Linked DNA regions of Mus musculus: all the other regions are linked to region 2. The links are chromatin contacts, called in public Hi-C and promoter capture Hi-C maps. All regions are on one chromosome and are shown on one strand. The core of a region is the stretch at or near the end of the contact, and the rest is flanking DNA. Distances in the headings are between cores, read along the strand shown. Region 1 holds the start of Dmgdh (dimethylglycine dehydrogenase precursor). Region 2 has its middle 5.1 kb from the start of Gm41019. Region 3 has its middle 15 kb from the start of Gm31977.

What was found. Promoter capture Hi-C pulls out the DNA fragments that hold promoters and counts their contacts. A called contact is a pair of places that touch in the nucleus more often than the background predicts.
Region 1: a contact with region 2 is called in a promoter capture Hi-C map of hippocampal neurons, with 3 times the contacts expected there. The contact joins the promoter of Dmgdh here to the enhancer-like site in region 2. A contact is called at or near these places in 8 of 39 promoter capture datasets (the 3T3-L1 cell line, the C10 cell line, HPC-7-derived erythroid cells and 5 more) and 1 of 9 other capture datasets (embryonic stem cells).
Region 3: a contact with region 2 is called in a Hi-C map of uterus, with 4 times the contacts expected there. The contact joins two enhancer-like sites. A contact is called at or near these places in 1 of 39 promoter capture datasets (cranial neural crest), 1 of 15 datasets of contacts at CTCF or cohesin (large pre-B cells), 19 of 484 Hi-C or Micro-C datasets (the C2C12 cell line, the G1E-ER4 cell line, the HL-1 cell line and 12 more), 1 of 115 datasets of contacts at active chromatin or transcription factors (epiblast stem cells) and 1 of 9 other capture datasets (embryonic stem cells).

What each region holds. Positions count from the first base shown.
Region 1 is chr13:93,673,059-93,675,758 of GRCm38.p6, forward strand. It overlaps Dmgdh (dimethylglycine dehydrogenase precursor), which reads left to right and starts at 1,378. Exons shown (of 16, transcript NM_028772.3): 1 at 1,378-1,474. The coding sequence starts at 1,389. It overlaps Bhmt2 (betaine-homocysteine methyltransferase 2), which reads right to left and starts at 1,244. Exons shown (of 8, transcript NM_022884.2): 1 at 1,180-1,244. The coding sequence starts at 1,212.
Region 2 is chr13:92,999,344-93,002,043 of GRCm38.p6, forward strand. No RefSeq gene overlaps it. Among named protein-coding and RNA genes, the nearest start is that of Gm41019, 5.1 kb to the right of the region's middle. Within about 2 kb of position 1,413, at least 49 of the 459 cell types and tissues checked have an H3K27ac peak or open chromatin away from gene starts, as enhancers often do. A contact at or near this core is called in hippocampal neurons and uterus, where this site is marked.
Region 3 is chr13:93,612,087-93,614,786 of GRCm38.p6, forward strand. No RefSeq gene overlaps it. Among named protein-coding and RNA genes, the nearest start is that of Gm31977, 15 kb to the left of the region's middle. Within about 2 kb of position 1,350, at least 31 of the 459 cell types and tissues checked have an H3K27ac peak or open chromatin away from gene starts, as enhancers often do. A contact at or near this core is called in uterus, where this site is marked.

The DNA of each region.
Region 1 (2,700 bases), core at 128-2,627, 670 kb after region 2:
ATGATTTATTGAGTAAAGGTATGGGCTGTCAAATACTACAACTGAGTTCAGTCCCCAGTAGAATTTAATCCCTGGGTCCCATTTGTTAGAAGAGGCAAACCTACATCTGCAGATTGTTCTTTGACCTCTACAGGCACATCATAGTGTGCACATACCCATACAGATACACAATACATAAATGCACACATAAATTTAATAAAATTAATTTTTAAAAGTGAATTATAAAAAAAATGACCATACAGAATCTCAGATGAAGGAAGCAGTAGTGTTCTTCACATTTAGAAGAAGAAAGTCTTTTTATTAATTTCACTTTCTACACTTTAGCTTCTATCACTAGAGAGCATCTCTTCTTCCGACCCTGACTGGTTCTCCATCTGTGTGTGGGCAATTACTGTCGCACAGTTAGGGTGGATCTGAGACCTCTCAGTCCTCTCTCACTTGGAGCTGTTAATGGCTGACTAACAACTTAGCAAGAGATTGAACCCTGGGCTTTACTAAGATCACTATCCTATGCCACCTCTGTTCCCAGTTTCTCAGCATTCAGAAAGCAACAGTACCCCAGGCCTCTGAATTATGTGTTCAGGTGGGCTGTTGGGGGTGGGGGGTCCTGGGAGGCCCCTTTTCCTAGTTCACACCTTTCTAGTTGTTTGACTGTCCCTTGCTGCCACAAGAAGTCCTCAAAGCTGTGGGAAGCTGCCATGGGGAAGAGCCAGTGCGCGTGTCTGCTGAAGGCAACAGAGTGGACCCCCACACCCACCCCTGCGAACTGCATGGTAGCCTTGCTTCCCCGGCAGGTGTGAAGCCGCAGGTGGAGGTTGATGCACTTACAAACTCATGGAAACTGACAGGAACACCGGCAGACGAACCCCCTGGGGATGCTGCCTGCGTGCCCTTAAGCAAGAAAAAGGATCCCTCTTCTGTGAACACTGACTCTGAGCAGGTCGCCTGACTCTCCTGGGCCTCAGTTTCTTCACCCGCTAACTGGGGATACCAGGGAACGCAGAAATTCTGAGCTGGGTGAGGGCTCCAGGAATGCTAATCCACACGCGATCTAAACTGAGGCTCTGGACCGCCCAGCCCCCTTGCTGAGCTAAGTTAAGACCTTAGGTTTTGTTTAGTAGCTGAAGCAGGATTCGAACTCCTCGAAGAAAGGAAGAAAGCGACTTGACTGACACTCACCTTCTTGGCTCGAGTGCTTCCAGCTGGTGCCATGTCGCCGCCGCTGTACAGGCGCGGGTCCCGGTGGCACCGGTCCTGGAGGCGCTGCGCTGCTGGAGCCCGCCCCTCCGTGGGATGACCCATCCCCTCCCCCAACCCCCACCCCACCTCCACCCTCTCTACCTCCCTCCTAAGGCCGGGATCTGTCCATGCTCCACTGCCACCTCGCCATGCTCCGCCCGGGCGCGCTGCGGCTGCGGGGCCTCGCGCTGCGGGGCTCCCCCAGGCGCCCAAGCTCCGCTGGCCTCCGGGAAGGGTGAGTACCCGATGGCTGCCGGGTGGGAAGAGGAGCAGGGCAGGCTTTCTGGCTCCCAGGAATGGGCTGGGGTTCTCCTGGAATTACCTGCTAACTACCAGGTAAAACTGTCTCTCCGACTCCAGCCCCCTGGCCTGTCACCAGCGGGCAGTGTGTGCAGGTCTGGGAGAGTCTGCTGTTTCTTGTCTCTGGTGCATCTGTGTCTTGGTGGTGGTTATCATTGTTTTGTATTTAATGATTAATATGTCCTCGAGATTATTCTATACCAGGGTGTATCGATTTGCCTTATTCTTTTTAATGGCTGCATAGTTTTTCATTTTATCAATACTTTATATTATAATGAAGCAGTCTACTCATTAATATTTAGACTGCTTCTGGTTGGTTGTTACCGCTGAGAACGTGAATCAGACATTCTTAATGCAAATATGTTTGGACAATATGGGAGTCTGTTTTCGTTTTAAATCATTTTTTTCTTTTTCTTTTCTTTTTGTTTTCAATTTAAAAAAAAAGAAAATTGTTAGGGAAACGGTTAGGTTATTTGAAAGTAAAAGACAGCAAGGTTCCTGTGAAATTTGAATGCCCCTGCGGTGGGTGCTTGTTTTCCATGTCTTCCTGGGCATCTAGAGTAGGATTGTCAAATTGCATTCCTGTGAGAAGATATTTTCCTTTAGTGTCTGTCTGTATGCATCTTTGAAGTTCCTGTCCTGACGTTATTCCTGACGTCATCCATGGTGGCAAGGTGAGGTTTCTGTTCATAGAGTAACTCAACAAACACTATTGTGAGCTGACTCAGTCTGCATTTTACGTTCTGTGGTCTGCAAGAACAGTTTTTGAGTTGCAATCCAGTTTCACTGCAGATTTTTGACATAGTGCTTATGGTGAGTGGGTGGGCTTATTCCAGGTACTGGGAACACAAGGCCCACAGAACTGCAGTTCTGGCTCCCTTAGGACTCAGCAGCTGCCTGCTGCCTGTTGAGTACAGTTTCTCTCAACAAATACAGGATGTTGGCCAGTCTCACAGGAGCGCTGCAAACGCAAGCGAGGTAGTGCACAAGAGCGATTTGTAAGCTATAAAGCATCACAATTAGGACACTGCATCTGATACAGAAGGAAATAGAGAGCGTGCATCTTGGGTTAATTTGTATAAAACTGACTAGACAGTGCTTATATACATATGGCATTTGCATATATTCTGAAATATTGAGAGTAATCGCAGATGACATTTC
Region 2 (2,700 bases), core at 163-2,662:
CCACTAAGCTCAGGCCAGATGGAGCAGATATCCCTCAGATAACAGCCCACTGGCTCCTTCCTGGGCCGCCCATTTTCTAATGCTCCCAGGGCCAGTGGCCAGGCAGCTGTCCCCTAGCCCACAGACATAGAGCAATAGGCCCGAGAAGTGGGTCATGGCCAAGTAAAAGTGGTGTTGATAACTTTGTGTCATAACCAACGAACTAGAGACCAGGTTAACATTGAGTGGACTACACCATTGATCTCTTGGTTGGTTTTGACCTTATCCATGAGTCCAACTTCCACAAGACTGGCATGGTATCTATTAGCTATTGACAAGTTTTCTTTCATAAATCGTAACAGCTTCCTTTTCCCCTATAGCACATGTAGGGAATGTATTATCTATGGAATAAAATATGTTTATGAGTGATTTTCAAACAAACAAACTTGCAGAAAGCCCCTTTCTCCACAGGCCAAAGGGAAACAGATACAAACTAAGCCTTCTCAATTAAATTAGCATGCCTAAATTAAACATTCCTTTTATCTATGTCGCCTTCCTTCTCTTCCTTGTTGTGGCCGGGGGTGGGTATGACAGTGAAGCAGGGCTTGTTTTCTTGCTTTCAAGAATCTGCAAGTAATTGGGGTTGAATCTTGTCACAGGGAAAAGCTTTAGAGCTCAGCTTAACAAGCAGACTCATAAAGGAAGCCTTCCCTGGACCATCTGCTTGCTGCAGGCCATGACAACAGATCCCTTAAACATAGCGAAGCTAGGGAGGAGGGGAGGTGGGTGTGAGGAAGGAGGTAGGGCGCTTTCACAGAGACGGGAGACGGGAGACGGTAGACGGGGCTTCCCGTTGAGACTTGAAGGATAAATAGGAGTGTGTGGCACACTTAAACATTAACAAAGGCTCATAAAACATGAACCAGGACCCATGGTGCAGATGAGTCGAGGAGAAACGAGCTTGGATCAGCACTGTGCTTTTAAGACAAGCAGAGAGGGACTGGGCATGATAGCCAAGTGAGATTTCCCTCCAGGGTCCAACTAGGGTTCATGTTCCAGTTGCTGCCCTTGAAGATACCAAGAGGTCCCATCTTCCCCATTAGCAGTAGAGATGGCTTTTTAAAAGGTGAGCTAATGGCTTGCAGAAAGCTTTTTATAACTCAGAGGTTAAAACAGGGAGGCTGCGGCTCCTTTCACAGTTAACCGGAGAGTTCTTGACCAGCACTCGTTCCCCAAGCTGGCTTGAGTTTGGGGTTCACTATACCCAGTTTCTTTACTGCTTTGTGCATCTTCCAAAGCTCTCCTTCCACTCTGAGCTGCTGGGCTCCTGCCTCTACAGCGACATTTTCTTCCCTTCCTCTCTCCCTTCCCGCCTTCTCAGCTGTCAGAACCTGACTCAGCCGGAGCTGTGTGGGAACAGCATGGAGTGAATCACCGAGCAGTGATTCTGAAGGGGACCTGATTACCCCCTAGTCCGCCAGGCACATCTTGTTCCTGCCTAGCTGACCATTTTCATGGAAGCTATTTTTTGTGTATGAGACCGTTACTCCTGGACTCCAGGCAGAGTATAAAAAGCAGAGCGATAGCTCATGGGGTAGTTGGTCAGAATCATATTTCCCAGGGCACTGACCGGGATTTTGACAAGACACAGCTGGCTGAGGGAGTATGCTGGAAAACTTAGCCCTGGGGTGAGGAAGAAGAGGAGGAGGGCCCTTTAAATAGCAGGTGGCTTCACTGTTTCTATAAATGAGATGGTACGTTTCCACTGAGCGCTGATTACAAAGATGGTCTTTTATTAGACAGCTGTACCAACCCATAGGCCAGCCCTTGAGGCTCTATCAGGGAAAATTTCCCTGCGGCTCATAAACATGCTTGGATGCACATCTCTGTTCAGTGCCAGGGCTGTTTGTTACTGATTTCTGCCTGTGGATTCTGCGCAGGCCACAAATGAGGGGCCTGTCAGGGATGGAGGGAGAGTCATGGGCCAGAGCCTTGTTTCAAACACTGCCAGACTTAGTTATCCTCTCCATTTGTGTATTTATCTTAGAGCAGGTTGTCCTCTAAGACACTGTTGAGACACTGAAGAGAAACACAAGTGCTCTGTCCTAAGAGAGAGAGAGGAGAGGGGAAAAGGAGGTGGAGGAGGCCTTCAAAGCCCTGTAGATCTCTCCGTGAAGGAATGCTGAACGCACCTTTAATCAACTCAGAACTCCCCCTTGAAAATGCAGAATGATGTGGGTGGCGTGTGAGCTGTGCATCACCCCTGGGTGAACTGCCTGCTTTGCAGTAACTTTGCTCTTAGGAAACTGAGATTCGTGGCCCATGGCTCCTTAGAGTGATCCAACCCATTGGACAACATTCCTGAAAACACAGTGGTCTGCGTGGTTGTGAAGTCAACCTTGGTCGGTCAAAACCTCCCTGGCCATGTCTCCACACCCCTCCACTGTTGTCTCTTAATTTGACACAAATCATAGCAGCTAATACCAAGAATCTACTTGATTTTTATCATATTGTCTAACACCTTAGATTTTTTTAAGCTTTATTTTATATCACTTAGATGTACAATAAACTAGAGCATGCACACAGCCCTAAGTTCAACCTACAAAATGTAAAATAAACTTTATTTAACTTATAATTATTGTTGCTACTGTTGTTATTGTGGGGGGAGGCATATGCATACCACAGTGTGAGTGTAGAGGTCAAAGGATAAGTTTGTAGAGT
Region 3 (2,700 bases), core at 100-2,599, 610 kb after region 2:
TTAAGGATAGCCACTTTCGTCCCAAGAATCTTGCATGATCATCCTAAGCAGCCTTGACTTATCATAAAAGGATAATTATCAGTAAAATACAGTTTGGCTAGTTTTCCTCTCTCTTTCTCTCTCTCTCTCTCTCTCTCTCTCTCTCTCCAGTTTAGTTGTGTTCCACTGGGTCAGCACTATTTCTGTAGCTCACAGCAGTACAATGATGACATCTGTCTCCTTCATTTTTTACTCCCTTTTTTTCAGTCTCCAAGGCCAACAGAGTGCCTCCAGGTGCTTAGAAACCAGAAACATTTGTGGCTGTTACTTCTCTCCTGTGTCGCGGGTGTCCTGCCCTACCTACTGCCTTTGTGACAAATCCTTGCATTTGAAAGTCATCGATGTTTTGCTGTTTTTAAGAGGCTGAACATTCGTTAGGAAGATGTTGAGAAACTTGAGACTCTTCATCCGGTAGCTTTTTGTTTTGTTTTTTTGTTTTTCGAGACAGGGTTTCTCTGTGTAGCCCTGGCTGTCCTGGAACTCACTTTGTAGACCAGTCTGACCTCGAACTCAGAGATCCGCCTGCCTTTGCCTCCTGAGTGATGGGATTAAAGGCGTGCACCACCATGCCCGGCTCCGGTAGCTCTTTAACACAAGATCGCGCGTGCCTACCCCTGAAGCAGCTCATGGGTGCTTCTATTTTCCTTTTTTATTGCTTTGGTAGGCAGCTTGTGGGAAGTCCAGAGTGGATGAGGGCATGCTGTTCAGTAACGGTGGCTATTTGGGAAAACAATCTGAAAAGTTGATAAGCACGTGAGTGTGCTCACAGCGGGGGAGAATTCTAGGGAATCTGGTTGGAGACATATAAGGCTTTTCTTGCTGGGTTAGCTGTCCTGGATGTTATCCAAAGATTCACATGTCTTAGGACTAGGGGGAAAAAAACTGCCCAAAACAAAAAGGGATACAGACATTTCTGCCAAGTAACATGAATCTATGCCCATGAAATAGCTCTTGAAAGCAAAGCCAGGGCTTTTCAGGTCTTCCCTGCTGGTGAGCTGCTGCCCCCATCTGGAAACGTTGGGAACTGAAGTTTTTTATTTGTTCCAGGCCAGGTCTCATTCTCTAGGGGCTGCCTTTGTCCTGTGCAAATGTGTTTTTGCTGAAGTTTGAAGAAGTGCCATAATCTGATAAGTTTATTCAGTTTCTGTCGAATCCGAATAACTCCAAGGATTTTTATTTCCCCGGGTCGAAGATGTCTCCTTAGCTTCGGGAACCATCTGTTCTGGCTCCACTCTCCTAAGAGGCTAAGTTAACCACCGCATCCTCCTTGGCAGCCCTGAACTAGCAAGGAGCGCTTCCTGACTTGGCATCTTGCCTAAAAGTATCTGCCCTTAAAAGGTAGCGTTTGGACTTTGATGGTCAGGACTTGGGCTCTGATTCCACATTGGAAAGAGAGGCCCCTTGGTCTTGCAAACTTTATGTGCCTCAGTACAGGGGAACGCCAAGTCCAAGAAGTGGGAGTGGGTGGGTAGGGAAGTGTGTGTGGGGGGGGAAGGTATGGGGGACTTTTGGGATAGCATTGGAAATGTAAATGAAGAAAATTCCTAATTAAAAAAAAAATCTTTAGCCGGGTGGTGGTGGCACACACCTTTAATCCCAGCACTTGGGAGGAAGAGGCAGGCAGATTTCTGAGTTCGAGGCCAGCCTGGTCTACAGAGTGAGTTCCAGGACAGCCAGGGCTATACAGAGAAACCCTATCTCGAAAAAAAAAAAAATCTTTATACTTAACTCAAATAAACTCTTAGGCCTTAAATGAGCCTTCTCTTTTAATGAGTTCTGGGAGCAATATGCGCTTGGAGGAGAGACTGAGTATATATTTTTTAAAGTCAGATGGAGAAGCCCACCACTAGGAGCCAGTGTTGATATACAGTTCAAGAATAGCTTAACCATCGTCGTTCCTTCTGATGACATTTTTTAAATCAAAGGATAGAAAAATGATGAAAGGCTATGATATTCTGTGCTGTAATAAAGTTCTGGAAAGGATATTAAAGGGAAATACATTTTTCAGAGTAAGACATCTGGAAGTCCAGTAGCCTTTCTATCATCTAAGATGGAAAAATACTGAGCTTGCTTTGAGAATGTAAGAGAGATAGAAGATAGCAGTTGGCAAAGAAAACCAGGTTGGGCTCTAAATGCATTAGCTCTGTATTCTGGGAGCAGGGAATTAACTGCTAAAAAATTCTACAAGTTTGTTTTTTTTTTTTTCCAACTTCAAACACATTATCTGTTTTAATATTCTAGCATTCCAATGAAGTAAACAGTGCTGCTATTTTTTATAGCTGGAGAAATTGAGGTGTAGATATTTTGTACAGGACTAGAATTACAGAGCCACAACGAGTCAAGTGGAATCAAAACAGCCTCATGTCTCATTTGTCTTTTTTATTGTTTGAAAATTGTATGCACAGTCCACTCCCTCCCAGCTCCTCCCATATCCCCGTCTCTCAACTTCATGCCGTCTTTTTAACATCCACTGAGTGCAGTAAGTGCTGCCAGGACGTTGTTGGGTATGGAGCGGGGGGGGGGGGGGGGGGGGGGCAAAGGCAGGAGCATACAAATGACTGGCCTGGCAAGGTCAGCCCCCCTCCCCCACTCCACTGGAGCAAAGGTGGCATGAATGCTGGGAAAGTAGCCAGTCACTTCCTCATTGGACTGTGGAGTATT